Regions from separate parts of the Mus musculus genome. Here regions 1 and 3 are each linked to region 2. A link is a contact called in public promoter capture Hi-C data. All regions are on one chromosome and are shown on one strand. The core of a region is the stretch at or near the end of the contact, and the rest is flanking DNA. Distances in the headings are between cores, read along the strand shown. Region 1 holds the start of Gata5 (GATA binding protein 5). Region 2 holds the start of Col20a1 (collagen, type XX, alpha 1). Region 3 holds the start of Slco4a1 (solute carrier organic anion transporter family, member 4a1).

Evidence for each region. Promoter capture Hi-C pulls out the DNA fragments that hold promoters and counts their contacts.
Region 1: a promoter capture Hi-C map of embryonic stem cells shows a contact between it and region 2, with 2.4 times the contacts expected there. The contact joins the promoter of Gata5 here to the promoter of Col20a1 in region 2. A contact is called at or near these places in 6 of 39 promoter capture datasets (embryonic stem cells, erythroid cells, liver and 3 more).
Region 3: a contact with region 2 is called in a promoter capture Hi-C map of embryonic stem cells, with 2.5 times the contacts expected there. The contact joins the promoter of Slco4a1 here to the promoter of Col20a1 in region 2. A contact is called at or near these places in 3 of 39 promoter capture datasets (embryonic stem cells and pre-B cells) and 1 of 9 other capture datasets (liver).

The regions. Positions count from the first base shown.
Region 1 is chr2:180,333,166-180,336,012 of GRCm38.p6, forward strand. Gata5 (GATA binding protein 5) reads right to left here and starts at 1,514. Exons shown (of 6, transcript NM_008093.2): 1 at 661-1,514. The coding sequence starts at 1,204. It overlaps Gata5os (GATA binding protein 5, opposite strand), which reads left to right. Exons shown (of 5, transcript NR_045877.1): 2 at 503-778; 3 at 1,017-1,156.
Region 2 is chr2:180,985,278-180,988,171 of GRCm38.p6, forward strand. Col20a1 (collagen, type XX, alpha 1) reads left to right here and starts at 1,258. Exons shown (of 36, transcript NM_028518.1): 1 at 1,258-1,336. The coding sequence starts at 1,258.
Region 3 is chr2:180,454,642-180,457,754 of GRCm38.p6, forward strand. It overlaps Slco4a1 (solute carrier organic anion transporter family, member 4a1), which reads left to right and starts at 1,604. Exons shown (of 12, transcript NM_001355218.1): 1 at 1,604-1,732.

The DNA of each region.
Region 1 (2,847 bases), core at 264-2,763, 650 kb before region 2:
AACAGAGCTTGGCCCTCTTTGCTGTGTCTGTTCCTCAAAAAATACTCAGAAAGCCAGACAAATGATTCCACGATCAACAGTCTTGGAATCCAATCTAACCTATGTTCCTGTGAGGTATGGAACTCTTAAGATGGAACGTTGCAGAACAAGATGGCTGTGGTGACTTTATCAAATAATCGCTGTTTTAAGCTTTATAAAATTCATTTTCAGCTCCGCTCATGCCTGTAAACTCAGCACTTTGGAAGGCTGAAGCAGGAGGTTTGCTGTTAAGTTTGGAACTAGGTTGTCTTAAAACCAAAAAATACTTTCCAAAACTTCCCGTGAAAACTTTTTAAATGTAGGTTCCAAATCGACATAACCCAGAATGCTTTTTTTTTGGGGGGGGGGGGTTGGTCGGGTGAAAAGCAGAAATATATTATTTTCTTGCTATTGTGCTGAGAAAAGAATTCTGTATCGAGCGTTTTTCATCGTATTGTGTTTCATGAAGTTTCCTGTGTCCTAGCAATTCTAGGCGGGAATCTGCGTGGTCGGACTAGGCAGAAAAGCCCTGACTGCAGAAGAACGCATCTCGGATTTTTGCATTTCGTAGCGCGCGGGTTTATTGCTGCGCGCCTTAGTTTTAGAGCCAGGTCCACCGGGCAGCCCCAGCCCGGTACTCACCGAAGCTGGTCCTGCGGCCAGGGAGGCCACCAGGGCGAGCTTGCAGACCGTGCAGGATGCTGCTGTCGAAGGCTCCGGAGGTCCACGAAGGGGCTACGTCGGAACTCATGTATGCTGGGTAGGTTGTGGGGTACGAGGCGCCCATGGGTCTCCCGAGCGGGGTCGGGTACTGTTCGCGAGCCAGCAGCGCGCCCTGGAAGGCGCCGCCGTCCCGGACCCCCGCGCTGCCGCCGCTGCCCGACCCCGGAGGGCTGTGAGCGAACGGGAAGGTGGTGGCTCCCGGTGGGTGTGCGGCTGGCGGGTGCGGGCTTCCGGAGCCGAAGGCTGAGGAATCAGCGGCAACTGCTTGTGTCCAGCTGGAGTGCGCGGCGAGCGCGGGAGCCTGCGAGCCCGGCTCACACGAAGGCAGGTACGGCAGCATGGAGGGCATGCGAGTGGGTGCCACGAACACCGGGGAGCCGGTTCCCGAAGAGTGCAGAAAGGCTCCGGAGTCGGCGTAAGTGCCCTGGCCGGGGCTCTGGGCTAACGCCAAGCTTTGGTACATTTTTTTTCCCCGCGCGAGCTTGACCTGCAGAGAAGAAAGACGGGCAGACGTCTAGGGCAGGATCACTGGGCCCCCTCCATCAGCTCTTGCGCTCGCCCGGGGCAGGTGCTGCTGCTCCGCTTGGGCACTCCACTTTTTTGAGTCGGTTCACCAGGGCAGGTCCCGGGCTCCTCTGGGTGGAATGACAGGGTTAGATGAGGCGCAGGACCCTAGGAACGAGGTCCTTGCCTTGCGCAGAGATCGCCAGCCAAAGCCCTCACAGGAAGGCGCGGCGTTGGCCCAGGGAGGGTGACCGGTGGGTTGTAGACTGGGTCTCCACAGAGCCGCTCTGTAGGGAATCCCGGGAACTTGGGCTGCCCCGCCCCCGCCGTGCCGCCCCTTCTCTCTTCTAGTCGGTCCCTCCCTCCGCTCAGGGTCAGCGCCGGGGCTCCAGCCGCGGGGCCACGTGACCCGAACAGGCTCTGCTGTCCGGCTTTGAGACCACAGCTCGCCCGCGTACCCTCGGCTGAGCCCGAACAAACAGGGGGTGGGAGGAGGCTGAGCGCGAGCACTCCTGGGACAGCAGCAGCTCTGAACCGTCTAGAACTTTGTTGCTACGGTCACGGGTGCCAGTCCTCGCCCCACGTCTATTCCGAGCTCCCGCCCAAAGCTGGTTTAGTGTCCTGTGGCTGAGGCCCTTCTGAATCTAGGGACACAAGGTGCTGGAGCCAAGTTGGCTTGCGATTGATTCCCCCTATACGCCCGAACCTACGTGGGAATCTAGCTTCAATGGCAACCGCAGGGCTCAGGCTGCTATTCTCTCACTGGGTATTTTGTTCATCAGCAATGACTCGAAGTCCACCAGGAACCCCACAGTACTGAGTTTTTGAACAAGGAGGACCACTCGCTGTTTGACCAGCGCCAGCGAACTCTGAGTAGAGTCCTAAGGCCACAATTGAAGACTGTTAGACTCCAAGTCCCGCGGCTTTCACAGGCTGAGGAACTTGGCAAGAGTCTCTTTCAGCAAGAGACTGATGATAGAGCACCTAGCTCAGTTTTGTTGTGACTTATGTCCTCCGGCTTACCTTACTAGGAGTTCCAGATGAAGAGTGGCCAGAAGGTGCAGCAACCCCGGAGGGCTCGAAGATGGCAGCGAATGTTTCTCACTTTCTCATGCTGGCCCCCCCGGGTGCTGCAGACAGATACGTGGGTGAGGCAGGAGCTCCTGAGATAAGGGAAATACACCTACTAACCTTGAAGTCAGTGTCCAGTGTTTCTGCCGCTCAGCGCGGGATTAGTTTATTAGTCAGAAAGGAGTGAACATTGCCTGCACACTGGTGTCCACGCAACCTGCTCTCTTCAGCGTGTGGAGATCTAGTTGTGAGTCACAAGTGGAAGTGAGGGGGGCACCCTGGGCCTGGGGATGGTACAGACTGTCCTGACACAGGCCCCAGAATCTGAGCCATGGAGGTGCAGAGCAGAAGCTGACTTCGGGTAGTCGTGGGAAGGGGAGCTTGCCAGTGCTTCCTGCTTCAAATTACCTCCCACTGCATTCTCCTGGCCTCCCCTTTTCCTCCCTCCTTGAGGTGGGGGCTGAGTCAGGGCTCTTGGTTGATGCTTCCAGCACTGACTTCATGGTTCTCCTTTCTGTGGGATGCGCAATA
Region 2 (2,894 bases), core at 8-2,507:
GGAACTAAGGACATACAAAAAGGGCTGGTGGGCAGCAGAGGGGAACTTATGTCCATCAGCTGTGACCACCCTGGCCATGAAGTAGGGAGGGGTCTGGCTTCAGAGTGAGTCCAGAAGGCAGGGCCATTTCTGTGGCACTTCATAGGCAGATGGAGCAGTGGTCCATAGCACTGACACCTTAGTTTAAATCTTCTGGATGGGTGCATATATACACTCTAGAGCAGTGGTCCTCAATTTTCCTAATGCTGTGGCCCTTTAAAAAGTTCCGCATGTTGTGGTGACCCTCAATCATGAAATTATTTTTGTTGCTACCTCATAACTATGGTTTTACTACTATTATGAATCATAATGTAAAAATCTGTGTTTTCCAATAATCTTTGGTAATCCCTATGAAAGGGTCATTAGATGTCCCTTCCCCTACCCCAACACACACAAAGGGGTCACAACTCCCAGGTTAACTACTGTTCTAGGGTGTATCAGCCTGTAGCCTTCCTACTGGCCTTGGCTCTGCTCACAGAGCTGGCTTCTCTGCAGAGGTAACCTTGAGTATACAGGAAATGCAGGTGCTTTGTTCAGGGCTGGGGTGGGGATCCTGGGTTCCTCGGGCTCACGAATTCCAGGCTGGGTCATGCTTGTGTTCCCACCTCCAAAGTGCTACCCTGAGGTGGTGGACTCTACCCTATTGGCCTCTCTTTCAAGCATTATCTCCCAACTTCAGAGAGGACTCAAGGGTTCCCCAATACTTTTCATCCCTACTGTGCCTACTTCTGCTATAATCAGAATTTGGCCTCACATGTCCCTTCTGCTTGAGAGCAAGCCACCGAATGTGATGACCTTGATGGTATGAATCTATCCAAACCAATCTCAGACACCATGTGGGGCTGCTGGGGCCTCACGGTTTTGTTACTCTGGTGATCCCCACTGTGTCTATCGATTGTGGGTGTGAATACCAGAAGGGGCATGGGCAGTGCTCCCCCATTCAGGGAGAATTGGCTCCCTGCAGAGGGTACTTGAGCACACTAGGAGATTTTGTAGCTGAGGGTCCTTTGTTCAGTGGGATGCCTTAGTATGGCTTCAGTCTTCATCAACATCTCCATAATGACAAGTTGTAGGCCTCTGGGCTTCACTTATGTCTGTAGGGACATCCTGCTGGTCCATGGGAATGGATGCAGAACAAGCTTTCTTGTCAGGGAGGCGGGTAAGACAGTTCCTTAAGTGGTGAAGGGCTTTGACCTCTCCTCCCACAGGCTGTGCAGTATGAGCCTCCAAGGCTCCTACCAACACTTCTGCCTCTGGATGTTCTTGGGCACCACGTTGGCACTGGGGCAGGGACAAGGTAAGGAGGCAATGCCCCCACTGCCTGCAAGAGGAACTCTGCTACAAGCCTCTGACTTGCCATCACAGGCATTTTCCTGTAGTAAATGCCAGCCTGAGAGCTGTTCTAGCAACAGGCAAGCTGGTAGAGCAGAGAAGAGAACCCTCCCTCTTGCCTTGACCTTGTGGTACTTCAGCCTTGCTTAGGGAGGCTTTTTTTGCCTAAGTTATTTCAAGATTACTGGCATTCTCCAAATTTGATCCTTTATCTATGCCTTGCATAGTTATTCTGTAAAATTTTCAATCTGGTTTCATATACTACACACATGGCTTAATAGAGATCAATATTCCTGCCTCTTCACTCCCAAGGAAAAAAGCCTTCCTACTCTGTCTTAGAAGGGTAGTTTATCTCTCTTCTCTGTACATGTCTTGGGGCAAGAGTTTCCATCTGGTCCCTTCCTATTTGGCTATTCCAGGCAGGCTCCCCCTGGGAAAGTCTCTCGTAGTATTTCTATGACCTCCAAGGGATGTGCACAGGACTTGGGGAGGATCTGTGTTGCAGACTCCTTCCTGTGGAGCTGCTGGCTCAGGTGGGTCCCTGGAAGGCATGTTTCTGTGTGCCCATAGCCTTCACACTCATGACTACATCTAGCTCCCAGGAACAATATAGTATATTCCTCATGATACCTGACTGGTCTGGATCTGTTTCTCATCCAAGTTAAAAACATATCTTCCTACCACTACTATCCACAGCACTGTTGGTGGTTCCAACTCAGTGTTTGCCTGGAACCCATCAGACTTCATTTCCCAGCCTGTCCTCTTATCCAAGGGGGTGACTTCCACATGACAGAGTCCTTCAGCTCCCTTTGTTCAGACAGTGGAACCCCAAGGTGGGGCTCATAGGCTGAGGTTTCAATTGGAAGGAAGGCTTTGCTGTATGAACAACTTAGAGTGATTCTGTAAGACCCACAAATCCTGTTCCCCCAGCTCAGGTCTCAGCATGACAGGCTGCCCATGCATGGCTGGGATGGGCTGGGGCCTCAGAGACCAGCTGAGAGGTGAGCTGAGGTTAGGGAGGGGAACATGTGCCTGTACTGTCTGAGATAGTTCTAAAAGCTCCTAACACACTGAGGGGGAAAAAAAACAGAAGGCTCTTTATGGGCAAGAGTGGGGACCCATGCTCACAGCTGGCCTTTCAGAACCCCCACCTCATCCTGACACATTCCTGCCTTTCAATAGGTCACGGTCAGAGCGGCCGAGCCCATCCGGAAAGAGTTCATTCTGAATGGGTCATTGTGTCTATCCCAGGCACTCTCAGTCTTTGCCTATCTCTCTGTGCCCCAGCACATGGTGAGGAGTCTAGAAGAGGCCTCTGTCCCCATTTTCCAAAAATAGCTTCTGCAACAGAGTCCGGAAGCTTCTTGGGGGGTCAGCACAGGCCCTATGGTCCCTCCGCCCCCCCATTGACCATGGGTTCCCCCTCCTTCATGACAGGATTGCCCTGTCTTTGTTTCTTTTCCCTTTGTGGCAAAATGTGGATAAAAGCAACTTATGGGGAAAGGGGTTACTTTAGTTCATGG
Region 3 (3,113 bases), core at 354-2,853, 530 kb before region 2:
AGAGAGAGAGAGAGAGAGACTAGTAAAGCCGTGTATACCTCATGGTGCCTGGCTGTCTATTCTTCCTGATGTCTTCTCTGAGCAGAGGCAGCCTCAGGTATGGAGGTCAACACCTGGGGCAGTGGAAGTGAAGCTCAGCTTTTTTTGGAGCAGAGACTCACATGTTGACAAGTAGACCCTAGACCCTGAAGTCATCACCAGAGGTTCCCAGGATAGAACATGAGTAGGTTCCGGCCACACCCACTCCGGGAAGACATGCTGATAAATAACAAGTCAGGCTGGAAGAACTAAGCTCAGCAGCCAGTCTCTTCTCTAGACATAAAGGAAGAGCCCTGCCTTAGCTCCCGAGGCTGCATGGAGGGTCTGTCCCCAGGCACCCTGTGACTAGTGATGTCCTCATGAGCTGACAGCAGGGTCCACACTAACTTTACTTTTGTGTAGCCCAAGCTGATCACAGACTCTGATTCCTTCTGCCTTTACTTCCCCTGTCCAGATTATAAACTCTGGATGCCTTGGAGAGTTGGGGAAGGTTATTTTGTTTCTATTGTTTTGCTTTGGTTGTTGTTCTTGGTTTTGTTTTGTTTTATTTTTATTTTTAAATCCAGACAGGATTTTATTAGGTAGCCCAGTGTGGCTCTCCCACTAAAGATTCTCCTGCATCAGCCCCATGTATGTATAGGATTATCGGTGAACATCGCCACACCTGGCTCACATGTATTTTCAATTAAATGTAATACACCCCAAAGGGAGACATATATGGAGAGTTTCTGCCATCGGCTGTTGATTGTCAGTGGTATGATGTTAATGGCTAGTGGCTGTCGGCTGTTACTTGGCTAAATTCAGACCAGCTACTGTTTTCCATTTCCTTCAGTGATGTGTTGGAATCATAAAATTAAAAAAAAAAAGAAAAATAAAAAATAAAAAAGGTTGTTTGCTTGATTTTCTGAGACTGGGTTTCTTTTGTAGCCCAGGCTGGCCTAGAACTATGAAAGTGGGACCCTTCTTCTGCCCCAGCCTTCCGAATACCCACAGGCTTACAAGCAGTAGCCATCACACTCGTATGGCTAATTATCTTAGTTTTACAGATGCGAAAACTGGCCCAGAGGGGTTCAGAAATATGTTCAAGGTCGCACAGCAGAGAACGCCTCAATTTGAAGGTGACTGGTATATTCTCTCTCCATCTCAGGTCAAGAGTACCCGGAACTGGAACCCTGTGGGCTCCTCCGGTGAGGGTGTGGTTTGGCCCAGCGCCCCGTTGCACTGAACTCACTGGTTGACCTGAGCAGAGAGTGGAGAGATCCCTTTGCCGGGCTGGAGCTGTACCCCACGCCTGAGGGGATCGCTACTCGCGCCCTCCAACGCCTCGGTTCCACGCTTGAGCAGGTGGCATCTACGACGCAGTGAGACTTGAGCCATATTTTCCTAGCCTGCAACCTCCAGAGTGTCCCCCAACAGAAAGAAATCACCGCGTGCAAAGCACTAGCTAAGTCCCGCTCTCTGTGCTGTCCCTGACCCGCCCAAGTTCCGCCCCTCCGCTCGGCCCCGCCCCGGCGCGCCCTCGCTACTGTCACCTCTGGCCCCGGCCCGCCCGAGCCTCGCTGCCATTGGTGGCGGTGGTGAGGCCACTACCCCCATCCCTGCGGGAGCGGCTTGGGCGATGAATGAAGCGGGAGTGGGCTGCGCGCGTAGTCCAGAGCGCAGGGCGCAGCGCGGCAGCCGGGTTCGTGGGAAGGTGAGTGCTCTGGGATCTGGACTGCTTTGAGGTCTCGGACCAGGATGGGGACAGGGTCTGGCTCCGTACTAGATGCCTCCTAGGTATGCCAGACTCCGACCTGCTGACGTCAGGAGCGCGGCAGGTGTTTGCGGAGGCTGGACTAAAGCGCGGCGGAGCCCCGGGTGCGTTGTCTGAAGACACATCCCGGGGAACCAATGCGGGGACAGAGTGGGCTCAAGGGAGCCGGATGCAGAATTCACCCCTTCTCACTGCACATGAGGGAAGCTGCAAGTCTGCAGTGGGGTGGGGGAAGGCAGAGCCGCTGCGCTAGAGCGAGAGGGAAGATGGGAGTGGACTTGGGGCGCAGGAAAGCGTGAGGGGGGGGGGGGGACCGCTAGAGCTGTCGGCCCAGGTTAAAGGTTTGCTAGTATACGCAGGTGCGAGCCTCTGCGGGTCTGTTCAGCGACAGATCCAGTGGCTGTGGTGGTTGTTGCTAAGACCGAGGGAAACGTGGAGCACGGAAGTTGCTCACTAGTGGCGGGCTTTGTCCCTACGAGGAGCGCGGATGCCCGGGTCCCTGAGGCCCGGTACCTTCACGCAGCTCTCCGATGCCCCCGGACGCGTGTGTACGCCAACGAGAGTTCGGGTCGCTTTGCTGCCTGATTGGCACGCTTAGCTCCAAACCCGGGAACTCAAGGCAGGGTACCTCCTTCACAGGAGAGGTGAGCATCTGTAGGAAAAATGAGATAGAGACACATAGTCGCACCTTATAGCTTGGGGCCCCAGGCGCAGTGGCTTGAGTTTAGCGTGATGAGGATTGCTGGCCTCCCCCAGACATGGCCTTGGGGTGTTTCTGTCCCAAGGTGTTGAAACTGCCCATTTGTGATGGAACTATCCCAACTTCAGGGCAGTGTTTTTTGTTTGTTTGTTTGTTTTGTTTTGTTTTGTTTTGTAGTTTAGTAAACCAAGGTAGCTGTCTAGTCAGCTGTTGTTAAAGCAGCTTGGGGCAGGTGGACGGCAGGGAAGAGAACACCTGGTGTTTAGCCGAATTATTTATAAATCTTAGCTGTGGTAATGGGGACAGCAGGCGCTGTTTGCTGAGCCTGGCATTTGCTGGCTTGGAGAGGGCTTTGGATAAGAGCAGTCCCAGGCAGCATTTTAAAGTCCCCTTGCACAGAGGAGCAGCCTGGGGCACCGGGATGTTTGGCTTGCCTAGAAATGACACAGGGGAGACCGGAGGTTTGTATCATTTGCCAGCCATTCTCTCTTCAAGAAGAGAGGAAAGCCAGGTCAGAGAACCAGCAGTTACCAGGACAGGACTATGCTGGTGGCCAAAGGTACCTACCTGTTGGCTGTGATGAGGTGCAAGACTTGCCTTGCCTGCCCACTAGGAAAGACC